3 separate regions of the Mus musculus genome follow, and regions 2 and 3 are each linked to region 1. A link is a contact called in public HiChIP or PLAC-seq data. All regions are on one chromosome and are shown on one strand. Each heading gives the region's core, a stretch centred on a gene start, on an enhancer-like site or on the middle of the called end of the contact. The rest is flanking DNA. Distances are from core to core; before and after follow the strand shown.

The links. HiChIP or PLAC-seq counts read pairs in DNA pulled down with a chosen protein or histone mark.
Region 2: an H3K27ac HiChIP or PLAC-seq map of microglia shows a contact between it and region 1, with 7 times the contacts expected there. The contact joins the enhancer-like site here to the promoter of Sdad1 in region 1. A contact is called at or near these places in 7 of 39 promoter capture datasets (embryonic stem cells, hippocampal neurons, liver and 2 more), 1 of 484 Hi-C or Micro-C datasets (embryonic stem cells), 1 of 115 datasets of contacts at active chromatin or transcription factors (microglia) and 1 of 9 other capture datasets (liver).
Region 3: a FOXA1 HiChIP or PLAC-seq map of pancreatic cancer cells shows a contact between it and region 1. The contact joins the enhancer-like site here to the promoter of Sdad1 in region 1. A contact is called at or near these places in 1 of 39 promoter capture datasets (fetal liver), 1 of 484 Hi-C or Micro-C datasets (CD8 T cells), 2 of 115 datasets of contacts at active chromatin or transcription factors (large pre-B cells and pancreatic cancer cells) and 3 of 9 other capture datasets (adipose tissue, liver and pancreatic islet).

What each region holds. Positions count from the first base shown.
Region 1 is chr5:92,307,188-92,312,180 of GRCm38.p6, reverse strand. Sdad1 (SDA1 domain containing 1) reads left to right here and starts at 2,157. Exons shown (of 22, transcript NM_172713.2): 1 at 2,157-2,389. The coding sequence starts at 2,300.
Region 2 is chr5:92,522,039-92,527,031 of GRCm38.p6, reverse strand. No RefSeq gene overlaps it. Among named protein-coding and RNA genes, the nearest start is that of Scarb2, 19 kb to the right of the region's middle. Within about 2 kb of position 1,776, at least 35 of the 459 cell types and tissues checked have an H3K27ac peak or open chromatin away from gene starts, as enhancers often do. A contact at or near this core is called in liver and microglia, where this site is marked.
Region 3 is chr5:92,101,766-92,106,758 of GRCm38.p6, reverse strand. It overlaps a transcript of G3bp2 not described here. Among named protein-coding and RNA genes, the nearest start is that of G3bp2, 21 kb to the right of the region's middle. Within about 2 kb of position 2,783, at least 62 of the 459 cell types and tissues checked have an H3K27ac peak or open chromatin away from gene starts, as enhancers often do. A contact at or near this core is called in CD8 T cells, adipose tissue, pancreatic cancer cells and 1 more, where this site is marked.

The DNA.
Region 1 (4,993 bases), core at 908-3,407:
AGATAATTTTTAAAATTCTTTTTCTTTTCAGATTTTACGTATTTATTTATTTGTTTATTTATTTAATATATATGAACGTTTTGCCTGCAGGAATGTATATGCACCATATGCATGCCTGGTACCCAAGGAGGTCAGAAGAGGGCATTAGACCCCCTGGAACTTGGGTTCCGTATGGTTGTGAGCTACCATGTCGTTGTTGGGAACTGAACCTGTCCTCTGCAAGGACCTACTGCTCACTGATAGCTGCTGGATGACAAGGTGACAAGGGAGTCAGTTTTCTTCAGCAATGTAGTGCCTATGAAGATGACCATGTTCTGCGGACGGCTGCACATCCAAAAATATACAAACGGCACAAACTGGACTTGATGAAGACAGAAAAGGAGAGGGAGGGGGAGAGGAAAGGGGAGGGGAAAGGAAAGGGAGGGGGAGGAAGAGAGAGAGGAGAGAGAGTGGGTCTGGGGGAGTTAGGGGAAGAGTAATATGATCAAAAACATATTTTAGGAAATTTTCAAAAAATTAAAATGTTGCTTTAATCTTATGATTAAAGAATTGGGAAAAACTTTAGAAGTTAGCCATCTACATTCCACAAACATTGACGGCCTCTGGAAGGAAAAATCCCCTCATAGAACACTAACGCCCTCACGAGCACTCTTGATCTAACTGTCCTCAGGACTTATCCAGATATGATTATAAATTTCTTTTGATTTGGGCTCTAACATGGTGTCAGGTAACCTTGGATGAAGTTGATCTAGGAAACTGCTTAGGTTACACAGAATAATAACACCTTGATTCATCTATTAGTGTAAGACTAGTTACCATCTACCGGGCAGTGGTGGCGCATACCTTTAATCCCGGCAGTAGGGAGGCAGAGGCAGGCAGATTTCTGAGTTCAAAGTCAGCCTGGTCTACAGAGTGAGTTCCAGGACAGCCAGGGCTACATAGAGAAACCCTGTCTCGAAAAAAACAAAACAAAACAAAAACAAAACAAAACAAAAACCTAGTTACCATCCAACAGCTGTTTTCCCCTCTGTGGTTAGAATTAAGAGAGTTGCCTGGGTGCGGTGGTGGCACACACCTTTAAGACCCAACACTCCTGAGGCAGAGTCAGATGGATCTCTGAGTTCAAGGCCAGCCTGGTCTACAGAGTGAGTTCCAGGACCGCCAAGGCTACACAGAGAAACCTGTCTCAAAAAACAAAACCAAACAAACAAACCAACACCAACAAAAAAACAATCTAACCTCCACCCCTGCTCTTTGCCATTCTCTAAAACATATTCTCTAAGCATACTCCTCATGGATTTTTTTCTTCTACCTTTAGTACAGCCTAAAAGAAAATGATTCTCATTTCTGACAAGGTTTTTGTTTTAGTGATGTGTGTGCAACTCTGTGTGGGTATGTGTGCTGTGAGCACAGGCACCTGCTGAGGGCACACATTTCTCAGGAGCTGGAGTTAACTATAGATGGTTGAGAGCCACCGTGTGTTGCAAACTGAGCCTGAGTCCCTACAGCAGTACCAGATCTTAGCTGCTAAACCATCTCCAGCCCCTAATCCTCATTTTATAATACAGGATCTCATGTATCTCAGGTTTCTCTCAAATTCCTATGTAACTGAGGATGACCTTGGAGTCTCAACCCTCCCGCCGCCTCTTCTCTGAGTATGCGGGTTGCAGGCATGAGCCAACACACGCAGTTTATGGAGAGCTGGAGAAGAAACCTAGGGTCTCCTATGAGATAGGACACCTGAACCAGTCCCCAGGCCCCTGCTTAATTTCTGTCGTTTTTCTTGAGACAGAGTAAGCCTCGGGCTTGCCCCAAACAAATATAATGCTCCTGCCTCAGCTTCCTGAGTACAGGGATTACAGTTGTATGCTGTCATACCTGAGTCCCATATTAATCCTCATTTATTTGGGCCACCATAAGAATGCTGAGCTAGATGGGGAGAACTGGGAGGAATTGGCGGAGGAAAAAGAACATGATCAAATATATTGTATAAAAATTGTTTTCAGTGGAAAAGAATGTTGAGATAAGGAAACCTGCTCCAGAGTTTGGTGACAACCAGTAGCGGTTGTCCACCGGCAGGGACCGATAGCGTGCAGACGCCTACAAAGAGTTGCAGCAGGGTGGTGAAGTTTGATCCTCTGAGCGTTCCGTAGCTCGGTCGGGCAAGCGGCGTGTCCCACGTGCCGTTTCCGGTTACACTGGGACCCACGAGTCTAAGCTGCCGCGGGGCCCGGGCTGCGACTGACAGAGGCGGACGTTTTCCAAGCACTGCTCGCCAGGGAGCCCACCCACAGCCACCATGTCCGGCAGGAACAACAACAAGCTGCCCAGCAACCTGCCGCAGTTACAGAACCTGATCAAGCGGGACCCGCCGGCCTACGTGGAGGAGGTGGGACCGGGATCCGGCTCCCCGGGATGCTCCGGTGTGCTTCCGGGGGCCTGGGGAGGAAACGGACGGGGGATGGAGATACGGGGGACGGGACATGCAGACCCCACCAACACTGAAACACACCCTAAAACCTGCTGCCTCCGGGTTTATCCGCCCGCCTCGCCGACGTGGGCCGGTAACGTCCGTTGGCCGCCTCAGAGCAAAAACTCGAGTTAGCCCCTAGCATACGATGAGTCGTGTGTTAAACATGCTTTCCACAGACGGCCTCTCCCGAGTGCCCCAAGCTCTGCCAAGAAGAGCAAGGAGTTCTCAGATGGCAGGGCCACCCCACAGTCAAGAGTGTAGAAGATGTAGTTAAGCCACAGTTCAAACTCCCTGGGAGTCACCCTGAGCTAGATTTGAAAAAAATGCTTTGAGGGAAATGTGCGGTCTAAAACTCTGTTAGGTCCAGTTTGTGAGGGGCATGGCATACTCCAAGTGTGTGAATTCATAAGAACCACGAAATGAAGGCCGTGACTTTGTACTCTTAACCTGGTAGATAGATTAAGACGCGCCTTTGCCTTTATTATTTGTCTTCTTACACACCGCCCTTCCCAATCCTCCCTGTCTCCCCCCCCCCCTTACTGGTCCCCTTCTCTCCTCAGACAGCCCCCACTTCACTTCTGTATACACATCACATTTATTTCAGTTCCCTGCATCCCTTTAAGGTCTCTTCTTCCAGAGCTGGGGAGTTGACTCAATGGTTAAGAGCACTGGCTGTTCTTCCAGAGGACCTGGGTTCAAGGCCCAGCACTTACATGATAGCTCATAACCATCTGTTGCTCTAGTGTTAGGGGATGCGACACCCGACTTCTGGCCTCTGGATACTAGGCATATGTATACACGCACATACAAGTAGGCAAGCTCTCAATACACATTAAACATAAGCTCTTACTGGGTTCCCCTTTCTAACTTGTGTCACAAACTAAATTGAAATCTGACTTTTGCTTCTGAGAGGAAACAGGCTACCTCTCTGAGTCTGGTTTAATTTCTTAACATCTTTCCTCCTGTTGTCATGGTTTCAGCTCTTGATTGGAAAAAACTAAATGCATGTACCACATTTTCACTACACATTCTGTTGATGGACTTAAAGGCTGGCTCTGCTTCTTGCTGCCGTGGTTCGTGCACCAGTAAACACAAATGTGCAAGTGTGTCTATGGTGTTTGATCAGAGTCCTTTTATTATAAACCAGGCCGTAGAAGGCCAGTTTTAGTTTGTCCATAGTGGTTCTACCATGGACATCCGCACCATGAGCTGTGTGTGTGCGAGTGTGTGTGTGTGTGTGTGTGTGTGTGCTCCCACTCTATCCCCACCAGTGGTGTGTGTGTGCATGTGTGTGGAGCGTGAGAGAGAAGGGGAATATAGTTTCTGTTTTCCCACATTTGCTGTCTGTCTTTTGCCTGCTGACAGCCATTCCGATGAGGTGAGATAGAATCTCAGATTATTTTAATTTGCATGTTGCACACTTTTTCACATAGTTACCGGCCTTTGTATTTATGTTGAGAGTTGTCAATTCAATCCTTTATAGTCTGTTTATTGATTGGAAGGTGTGGTTTGGTTTATACGGTTCTTGACGTATTCCACCTGCGAGCCTCCAGTCTGAGAGATAGCAGTGAAGCCTTCCTGACATTCTGGAGTTGTCTTCACTGGCCTGGCCCTGCTTTCTTTTTCATCGCAGACACCCCCTTTTCTCCGTTCTTTTTTTGTACTGTCCAAATCCTGTCAGTGGGTGCTTGAGACCGTTAGTTTTACAGCTGACCCAAAGCTCTGGTTCTATTTCTGACCTGCTGTGAAACCAAGGAAGGTTCAATAACAACCTTTGTATTTTAGTATTCAAGAAAGGTAATAGCCGCCTCCTCCATCTGCTTTAGTGCAGACACACACACACACACACACACACACACACTGCAGTATATTTGTAGACATTGAGAATACAGGGACAAGTAAGCAGATAATGGAGCCATGCCGTCTTTTGGACTCTCGTTCTTAGGAGGACGGTACCTGTGTAAGATAAGGCTAGGTGAGGATGTTAGAATAGAGACTGCAGACTGTTGAGGGAAGGGAAGCCTTTCCTGCAGTGGTAGTATTGGGCCAGGCAGGTCAGAGCGTTCCAGGCAGGAGAACAGGACTCACAGAAGCTGTCGTGGAAATAAATGAAGCAGGAACATTGTCACTTAAGTGTAGCGTGGGAAATGCGGTGAGGTCAGAGCCTTTTCGATAGTGGTAAGCGGTTAGGTTTTACTTCCGGTGTTTCTAGGAGCCGCTGAGGAGTTTAGATTATCCGGGTACCATGTAAGACAGTTTTTAGGGGTTTTTTTTTTCTGACAAGTAGAAAGGGAAATGGAGCGGAGTCCAGAGTTTCTCCCAAGATGGTGGAAGTCATAGCCCCCCATGGCCTGCTGATTGGGCAGTGATTGAGGTGGGACTCAAAGCCAAGTCACGGTGAAGAGGAAGGACTCCCTCTGGAAAGTGACCAGTATCAGTAAGGAACAAAGAGGGTGCATACTAACCAACTCAGCCACGGGCAAGGAACTGATGTGGCCGTGCTCACAGTGGAGGATCCAA
Region 2 (4,993 bases), core at 527-3,026, 220 kb before region 1:
TGCCCAGCAGTCTAAATTCTAAGGAAAAACTCCATCTGAGTTGTTGTTAGGTGCTGTATTAGTCAGGGTTCTCTAGAGTCACAGAACTTATGGGTAGTTCAGTCCTACAAGGCAAGCAGGCGAAGAAGAGAGAGCTAATTTTCCTTCTACCAATGTCCTTAAGTAGGTCTCCAGCAGAAGGTGTGGCCCACATTAAAGGTGTGTACCACCACACCTGACTCTGGGACTTGCTTTGTCCCAGGCTGACCTTGTACTCAGAGATCTCCACGCCTTAGTCTCCTGGGATTAGAAGCCTGTATTACTACTTTGCTTGGGCCTAAACTTTTCATGGCCACTAGGCCAAGATCTCCATGCCAAGATCCAGGTCAGAAACTTGTGTCTTCCAGCCGCAAGATCTGAATCACAGGTGAGCCTTCTAATTCTGGATTGTAGTTCACTCCAGATATAATCAAGTTGACAATCAGGAATGGCCGCTCCAACTGCTAAGTAATCCTTCTTTAGATTTATAAAGGTTCACAACCGCTGATCGCCTTCAGATAAAATAGGAGTATGGGATGTGTTCTCTGTTCTTTAATTCTATGTCTTCACTAACACAAAGCCTGTAAATTGCTGGGATGCTTAACTCACAGGAAAGTAAGAAGTTTGTAGTTGTTTTCTCATGTAATTGATCACAGCAGTAAAATTGACCAATATACTGCTCTTAAGTTCTCTGAGCATGCAGTGTTGTGGTGTAGACGGTTGTGTGTCCTGCCCCATTAACATGCTGAAGTCTTAATCCCCTGCTCACCCCCAAAGTGATGGTTCTGGGAGATCAAACCTTTGGATGGTGATAGGTCACGATGACAGAGGTCATGAGGAATAGTGACCTTATAATAGATGTCTTAGAAAGTTAGCTAGCCCCTTCCACTATATGGAGGCACAGAAGCACGCACCAGCTATGAACCAGAAACTGGGCCATCACTGGGTTAAAAAACCTGCTGCCACCTTCATCTTAGAACTCCCAGCCTTGGGCGCTGTAAGAAATAGATTTTCTGCTGTTTGTAAGAGATGTAGTTGTTTTGTTTATTTGTTTGTTTGTTTGTTTTGGTTTTTCGAGATAGGGTTTCTCTGTATAGCCCTAGCTGTCCTGGAACTCACTTTGTAGACCAGGCTGGCCTCGAACTCAGAAATCTGCCTGCCTCTGCCTCCCAAGTGCTAGGATTAAAGGTGTGCACCACCACACCTGGCATGAGATGTAGTTTTAAGGGTTTTGTTACAGCAGCTCAGACAGATGCAGTCAGGCATTTTCATATTGACCTTTATAAGGATAAGAAGGTTTAATCAATTAATAAGATTGTTCCTCAACGTGATAAATTATGCTGCCTAGTGAACTCTTGCTCACCTTTACCTCCACTCTTCTACAGAAGAGCCACTCTCCTATTGTTTGTTGAGATGAGGTCTCTGTAGCCCAAACTGACTTCAAACTCCCAATGTAGGGGAATATGGCCTTAATTTGATCTTTCTGTCTCCATCTCCCAAATTTCTGCATTAAAAGTGTATGCCACCTGGCCCTCTGGGCTTCAGGATAAGTGGAGGTAGAGGTGAGCAAGAGTCTAGCCAGGTAGCATAATTTATCACGTTGAGAAACAATCTTATTTTGTACATTGTATTTTCCCTCCCATTTTTCAGGAGGCTTAAAAATCAATTCTCTCAAGCTTGTATGCCCTAGGTTTCTGCTTCATGCATCCCAGAAGGGAACCAGCGGACCAGTAGCCTTGGACCCAAAACTGAAACCACAGAGCCCAAACCGTCCTTTCCTTAGGCTGTTTGTCTTGGTCTCTATCTAATCACTACATACTATTGACTACCACAACTCTCTTAACCCCAGCTTGGCTATCTGCCAGTCCCCTGCCACATCCGTATTCTTGCTGAAACAGCCACTGGCCACGTCTGGGTCTCACAAGACTCACTTTGACCCATGACTCTCTTCATTTTCTTCCTTCTTGTCTCTCCTTCAGAGAGACTCTCATTTCAACAACTTCTCCTAGTGAAGTGACTCATTAAAGAATGAATACAAACCTTCACCTGCTGCTCGTTCAACCGATGTTGCAAGGTCCAGGAAACCAGACAGCTCTGAGATTTTGCAACATGCTGGCATTGCCTTGTTGAGTTCAAAAGCCACCTCCACCAAGAATCCAAACCTCATTTTGCTCCTACAAAAACGAAAATCTGGAGAGAACCGGCTTTATGTCAGAACCTGAGAAATGTTAACAGCCTTGAGAAGCATTCTAAACACACAGTATTTCCAGCAAACTCACCACTTTTCCTTTGTTTCCAATAGATTCGGAGAGCTGGAGGCCAAGCTGTGGTTAATAACTTCCCAGCCTGCACAGGTGCCAGGTTTATTTCAGTTTCAGCTTCACTCCCGACTGGCCATAAGATGCTGGGTTGCTTTAACCACTTATCTATATCTGTTTTCTCATTTTGAGAATAGGAATGGAACATCATCTTCATAGGGTCATGGAAGGGTTAAATGCAGCACAACATAGGGAGATCTTACTATATGGATATCTGCTGTTAGGCTTTTATTGCCCCTCCCCCTGCCCCGAGGCATTAAACACAGGCAGAGCATTAGTAGAGTGTTCTACCATTGAACTACATTCCCAACTCATATTTTTTTGTTTGTTTCTTTATGGGGACAAAGGGGCTAGAGAAATAGCTCAATGGTTAAGAGCACTGGCTGCTCTTCCAGAAGATCTGGGTTCAATTCCTAGCACCAATGTGACAGCTTATCTAGGACTCTAGTTCTAAAGGATCGGATGCCGTCCACAGGAATCAGGACACAATGCAGGCAAAACACCCATAAACACAAAGTTTTCAAAATGGGACCAGGTTGGAGAGATGGCTCAGAGGTTCAGAGCACTGACTGCCCTTCCAGAGGTCCTGAGTTCAATTCCTAGCAACCACATGGTGGTTCACAACCATCTGTAATTGGTTCTAATGCCCTCTTCTGGTGTGTCTGAAGACAGCTACAGTGTACTCATATACATGAAATAAACAAGTAAATCCTATAAACAAAAAACAAAAACAAAAAAGCAGAGGCCACAATATGTGGCTCAGGCTGGCCTTGAATTTGACGTTCTCCTACCTCAGGCTCTCAAGCGCTGGGGTTACAGGCATGTGTCACCACAGCTGGGTTCTTCTCATTTTTTTTCTCCCCTGCTTCTTCATTCACTATACTCTCCTGTATTCCACCCCAAACACATGTTCTGTTAGTCAGAGGCACTAGGCTAGCATACCTAAAGCCCTAGATTTGAGTCAACCTAGGACTCACACAAACCCAGAAACAATGGAACCATTGTGTGAAGAAAACACTGGGTTTGCTGCTTCAGGAGAGAACTGGAACAAGGCAAAACAAAAGAAAAACAAATGGTTTTTCTCTTTCTTGTTTTTTTATGTTTTGAAACAAACAAACAAACAAAACACCTACATGCTTATGTAGGGGAAGGGAACGGAAAGTGAGAATATCTAAAGAAGAATTCTCTCAGTATAAAAGTGTCCCAGGGGCTGGAGAGATGGCTCAGTGGTTAAGAGCACTGACTGCTCTTCCAGATGTCCTGATCCTGAGTTCAATTCCCAGCAACCACATGGTGGCTCACAACCATCTATAATGGGATGTGATGTCCTCTTCTGGTGTGTCTGAAGAAAGCAACAGTGTACTCATATACATAAAATAAGTATACTAATTAAATAAAAGAATTCTAAAGCAAAATAAAGATGAGGCTGTGTTAAGCCGCCTGCAGCCACACTAACTGGGTTCCTGAGTGGGAGGCTGGAGCTGTATGGGAGATAACGACAAGAGAAATAATGGAGGCCAAGACATGTTTCTGTTCAAGGCCCCCAAGTTTACTAAGAGTCTGTGCTTAAAAAGGGGGGAGGCCCATCCCCGCCAATCCATTCTTGGTGCCTGTTGCCATCCTGTAGGTGGATCTGCCCAATGCTGTCTCCGAAATATCTCAAGGGCCTCTCAGCAGATAGCAGTGTCCTGGAGAAGAGCAGCGGCAGGTGACAGAACAATAGAGCCATCTAAGTCGGAAGGTTCCACCCCAGGTATTCTCATACTCAGGGGCAGCAAGGTCAAAGCCAGCCTACTCAAGGCTGGGGGAGGCTACAAGGCTGGGTGTCAGGAGCCATAATGGGACAAGCTAATAACTGGCAGGTGATCATCCTGAAGTGGCCTGCTTGGGATTATTGTGTGATCTTCGACAGGTGAGCCCTCATTGAGCAAGCTTGTGAGGGACTCATTTTAGGAAGGATTCCTGCTATTAATATGCTTTTCCTGTTATTATAAAACATGTATAGCAATCACTAAGTAGTAGCGCACCCCTTTGGAGCAGATCTCTGAAGACCCATGAAGATGTACTATCTTGTAGTGATGCTATATAGACAAATAGATGACTTAAGTCTTAATGATGGCCGGGCGTGGTGGCGTGCGCCTTTAATCCCAGCACTTGGGAGGCAGAGGCAGGCAGATTTCTGAGTTTGAGGCCAGCCTGGTCTACAGAGTGAGTTCCAGGACAGCCAGGGCAATACAGAGAAACCCTGTCTCGAAAAAACAAAACAAAAACAAACAAACAAACAAACAAACAAAAAACCAAAAAAAAAAAAACCCAAAAAAGTCTTAATGATGATCCTTTAAGAATTCCTAAAATTATATCTGTGATTATTAAGCTCTTTTATAATGGGACTGTTATTAGGTCCTTTTCTGCTTCAATGAGAACTCTGTCAGTCTCCCAAGTGTCACCAGTTAATTGCGCTTAGGTGGTAACCAGACTTTCCAAGAGGTTGTAAAACAATTAACCAAAGGTCATAAAAAGGGAACTAACCATTTATTATAGGTGCCAGGACAGAAGAGAAAATATCGACTGGGTTTATCTATACAAAACTTTATTTATAACTTAGTTATGATTTTAACCCTTCAGTGAACCTGTGGAGCTGAGACAGGTGATGGATG
Region 3 (4,993 bases), core at 1,534-4,033, 210 kb after region 1:
TGAGGAGAACTGGAGGGCAAACTGATAAGAAATCTATTGCAGGCTTGTGGTGTTCCGGGACCCCGGAAGTCAGTAGGCTAAAATGCTAAGTGAGGCCAGGTGGTATGTAGTCTATTCGCCTTCAGGCGTATGCGCTGAGCTAAAGTCAAAGTGTCAGCAGGGTGGCTTGCTTCTGGAAGCTGTAGGGGAGCCAGTAGCTTTGTCTTTGTCAGCTTCTGGAGGCCACCTGCATTTCTTGGCTGGTAGCCTAATCTTCCATCTTTAAGGCCAGCAGCGCAGTGGCCTTATGTTTCTCCACAGATTGCTTCCTCTTTTACACAAGCATTGCTCAGCACTGACACACTTGCAGCCCTGGGACAGGACTCTGATTTCATGTCTGCAAAGTCATATACTTCTAGGTGTGCAGCTAGGTGTGTGTGTGTGTGTGTGTGTGTGTGTGTGTGTGTGTTATTCTGTTTTCCACAGTTAGTGAAGTAAAATGTGTTTTTATATAGTTGACTTTTAAAACTTTTTTTTTTTTCTGGGTTGAAGAGATGGCTCGCTGGGCATGGTGGCGCATGCCTTTAATCCCAGCACTTGGGAGGCAGAGGCAGGCGAATTTCTGAGTTCGAGGCCAGCCTGGTCTACAGAGTGAGTTCCAGGACAGCCAGGACTATACAGAGAAACCCTGTCTTGAAAAAACAAAACAAAAAAAAGAGAGAGAAAGAGAGCGAGAGAGAGATGGCTCAGTGGTTAGGAGCACTGGCTGCTCTTCCAGAGGATCTGAGTTCAGTTCCAAGCACCCACATGACAGCTCACAACCACCTGCAACTCCAGTTCCAGGGGATCCAACACCCCTACTCAGACAAACATGCAGGCAAAAGCCAACACACAGTAAAAAACACAAACAAAAAAAAGACTTTTTTCCCCTAGCAGTTGGGAGGCAGAGGCAAGGGGATCTCTATGAGTTTGAGGTCTACAAAGTGAGTTCCAGGACAGTCAGGGCTGTTAAACAGAGAAAGCCTGTCTGAAAAACTAAAAACAACCAGCAACCAACCAATCAACCAACCAAGCAAAAATTCTTCTTTTATGAATTGCCCACTAAAGACCACTAATGAGATTTGTAGCAGCTATACACACAGTGGATTGTTCGTATTGCCTATTTCTTTCAGGCTGTTGTGGTTTTTGTTGTTAGTGTTTACAAAATGCTGAGATAAGTGTGTTAAATTTCTAAATTTTATATTGTTGAAAATGTCGGGGGCTGGTGAGATGGCTTAGAGGTTAAGAGCACTGACTGCTCTTCCAAAGGTCCTGAGTTCAAATCCCAGCAACCACATGGTGGCTCACAACCATTTGTAATGAGATCTGACGCCCTCTTCTGGTGCATCTGAAGACAGCTACAGTGTACTAATGAATAATAATAAATAAATCTTTAAAAAAAAGAGACACCTGTGCAATTCACTTGCAAAGAAAGAAAAGGAAAATGTCAGACATCCCTGGAGTGCCTAGCACTTTCAGGGTTAGAAACAGTGGTCTCTGTGAGTTCCAGACTAGCTTGGTCGATATAGTGAGAACTGTCTCAAAAAAAAAAAAAAAAGACAGACAGATAACCATAGTGAGAAGAGTGTTCTAAATCTGTTATTTGGGGGCTGGTGAGATGGCTCAGTGGGTAAGAGCACCCGACTGCTCTTCCGAAGGTCCAGAGTTCAAATCCCAGCAACCACATGGTGGCTCACAACCATCAGATAACAAGATCTGACTCCCTCTTCTGGTGTGTCTGAAGACAGCTACAGTATACTTACATAAAATAATAAATAAATCTTTAAAAAAAAAAAAAGATCCTAAATCTGTTATTTGGATTAAATTATAGGCCCACGGCTCATCTCATTTGTTCATTATCATTACTCAAACGCCTACATTTATTATTTCAAAGGAAATTTTAGAGATGTAATTTCAGCTACAGTTTTTGTTTGTTTCTTTGTTGTTGAGATAGTTTCAAGTACCCGAGGCTGGCTGTGAACTTTGCATCTAGACAAGGGTCACCTTGAAACTTTTTTGGTGGTGGTGGTGGTGGGGGGTGTTGAGACAGGGTTTCTCTGTATAGCCCTGGCTGTCCTGGAACTCACTTTGTAGACCAGGCTGGCCTGGAACTCAGAAATCCTCCTGCCTCTGCCTCCGGAGTGCTGGGATTAAGCTACCATGCCCGGCACCTTGAAACTTTTGATCCTTTTGCCTCTACCTCCCCAGTCCTGGCACATTTGCCACACATTGCTTGCTCATTTGTCAAGATTTTACCAAAATGCATCCATTTCGTGGTTTGTGCTTTCCCAGACAGCATTCTCTTGGTTGTCTTATTTTCTTTGTCACACACACACAGATACACACATCTTCATTTATTCTATGATAGTGGATAAAAATAAATTCTGAATGTCTTTTTCTTCCTGCTATGCTTATGATTGAACCCAGGCTCTGGAGCACACTAGCAGGTGTTCCCCCACCAAGCTTCACTCCCAGCCTCTACTTTTGCATGGAGGAGGGCAAGGAGGAGGGGGAGGGGGAGGGGGAGGAGGCTTCCCTCCAGCTTGTCTTTACCAGGAGCTGCCAATTTCTAACTGCTTAAGCGAGTCTGTCTGGGCACCTGCCTTGTGGAAAATGCTGAGTTTATCTTCACGCCCAGTGCGTACGTGAACTGGGAGCTGTGGGGAAGGATGACATTTATAAAATTAGCAGGCTGCCCATTGGTGTCCTCAGTCGCGACTTAGTCCTCATTCCGTGACGACACTGACGACTGGGAACAACTGCTTGTAGGCTGGTAAATGAACTGATTTCTGCCAGGGCCGCGGGATGCTGGTGGCTGAACACAAGTGTACAAAACAGGAAAGGACGTAGCCTCCCTTCTCTCACATAGCCTGCTCTTTGACGGTCCTCCTGTGGTCCCCAGGCAGTGGGCACTGAGAGCCTTTGTCATCCACGGTCTGTGTTGCTGTGGTTGTGGGCAGGCACAGGCATATGAGTGAGTGTGGGTTCGAGTCCCACCTCGTGTCGAACCCACATAAGCTGCTGTCTTCTCCTTGGAAGGAGAAGGTATATGACAGGATCAATGTTTCCCCAGGACCAATTAAGAGTAAGTGATGCAGGCTGGAGAGATGGCTCAGCCGTTAAAGGCTAGGCTCACAACCAAAATTATAAGAGTAAGTGATGCAGACAGTTGTGGCAGTGCCTGTCTGGAATCCCAGCACCCGGGAACTAGGCTAGGAGGAGGACCAGGAGAGAAGATGGCTCAACGGGAAAATGTTTGCTTCCTCCAGCAGGAGACTTGAGTTTGGATCATCAGTACCTGAGCAAAAGCCAAGCATTCTCGAATGCCCCCTCTAATTCCAAAGCCCCCTACACATATGCACACACACACACACACACACACACACACACACAGGTGGGAGGGAGAGGAAGAAGGAGAGAGGAAGGGAGGAGAGAATAGATGATTTGAGCTTCAGACATCAAAGGTGGTCACAGAACAGTTCAGCCTGTGCTTGTCGTAGCCCTGGCAACTCTACAGCCAAAACAAACACAGCTCAAACCTCACTCAACTACCATAAATATCAACGGATTTTCTCGGGCGCTCTGACTTCCTCACCACATATTGTCTTAACTCCTGGCTGTCTGGTTTCTACCTCTCATTGAAGGCTACAGCCAAATCGTGGGCATTCTCTCAGTTTGGGTCCAATGTGTCCTGTCTTCATCAGCATGCGGCCTCTTCATCTCTTTGGCTCAAATGCTCGATCCTGTAATTCAAAGAGTGCTTCCAAGTGCATTTCGCTTTTTTTTTTTTTTTCTTCTTTTTCAAGACAGGGTTTCTCTGTGTAGCCCTGGCTGTCCTGGAACTTACTTTGTAGACCAGGCTGACCTTGAACTCAGAAATCCAACGGCCTCTGCCTCTCGAGTGCTGGGATTAAAGGTGTGCGCCACCACACCCAGCACATTTCGCTTTTTATTAGCCATAAAAACAATACACAGGGAGAGCCAAACTCAGAATGGATGGACAGGTGGTCTGGATGCCTGGGAGGTCACCTAAAGCAGAGCCATTTTCTGTAGACAAGTTCAGAGCACAGGGTGTCCCCTAACTTAGGCCAAGACACCTGGTGGGTAATAGGTACAAAGCTGCAGGAGAAGAGAGGGAAACTTGGTCACAGGAGCCTGCGTGATAAATACTGATCCCTATGTGTGCGTGCTGCGGTTACTTGGGTAACCGTGATCTCAGCTCTTGGGACACTGAAGCCAGAGGATTGGGAGTTAAGGCCATCCTCACTGTCCAATGAATTCAAGGCCAGCTTGGGAGACTCTTCTATTCTCCTTTTCCCCCAAAAAATATCTGGGCTTTGAAGGGAAAGAAAAAAAGAGAAAGTGGTAGGATTTTGCATTTATCTTGTTTGTTTATTTGTAAGGACAGGTCTTACACTGTAGCCTAGGCTGCCCTGGAACTCACTAGGTAGCCCATGTTGCCCTCGCATTCACAGCCATCCTCAGCCACCTCCCTTCCCATTAGGTCGACAGACCTATCATCTCCCTAGTGACTGTCCACATTTGTAGGACTCAAGCAATGTTTATGGCTTGGACACTCTCAGTGCAAAACCCACCACTCTCATCTTAAGGGAAGAAAAGATAGTTTATCCTGGCACCATTTTGATTGTCTATGGCCTGGCAGCACAGATGTAGGTTATCCTAAATTCTTTGTCCCAACACCGAAACAGTTACATAGTTTTTACAGAACAAAGAAATCCCCAAATCAAGGAAAGTTAAAATGCAGGGATGGCTGCTTTAGAGGCAGTCCCAGCAGGGCGGGAGAGCTGCTTTCTGCCGGCCTTGCGCTCTAGGCCTTTCTACAGCTGCTATCTGATGACATTCCTAGTTTTGGGGTTGGTGGAGTCCAGTGACTCTGCTGCATCAATAGATTCCGAAGGCTTTTCCCTATTAGTCACCGGATGTTAGTTCTAGTACTGAAGCAGGTGGGCCAGGA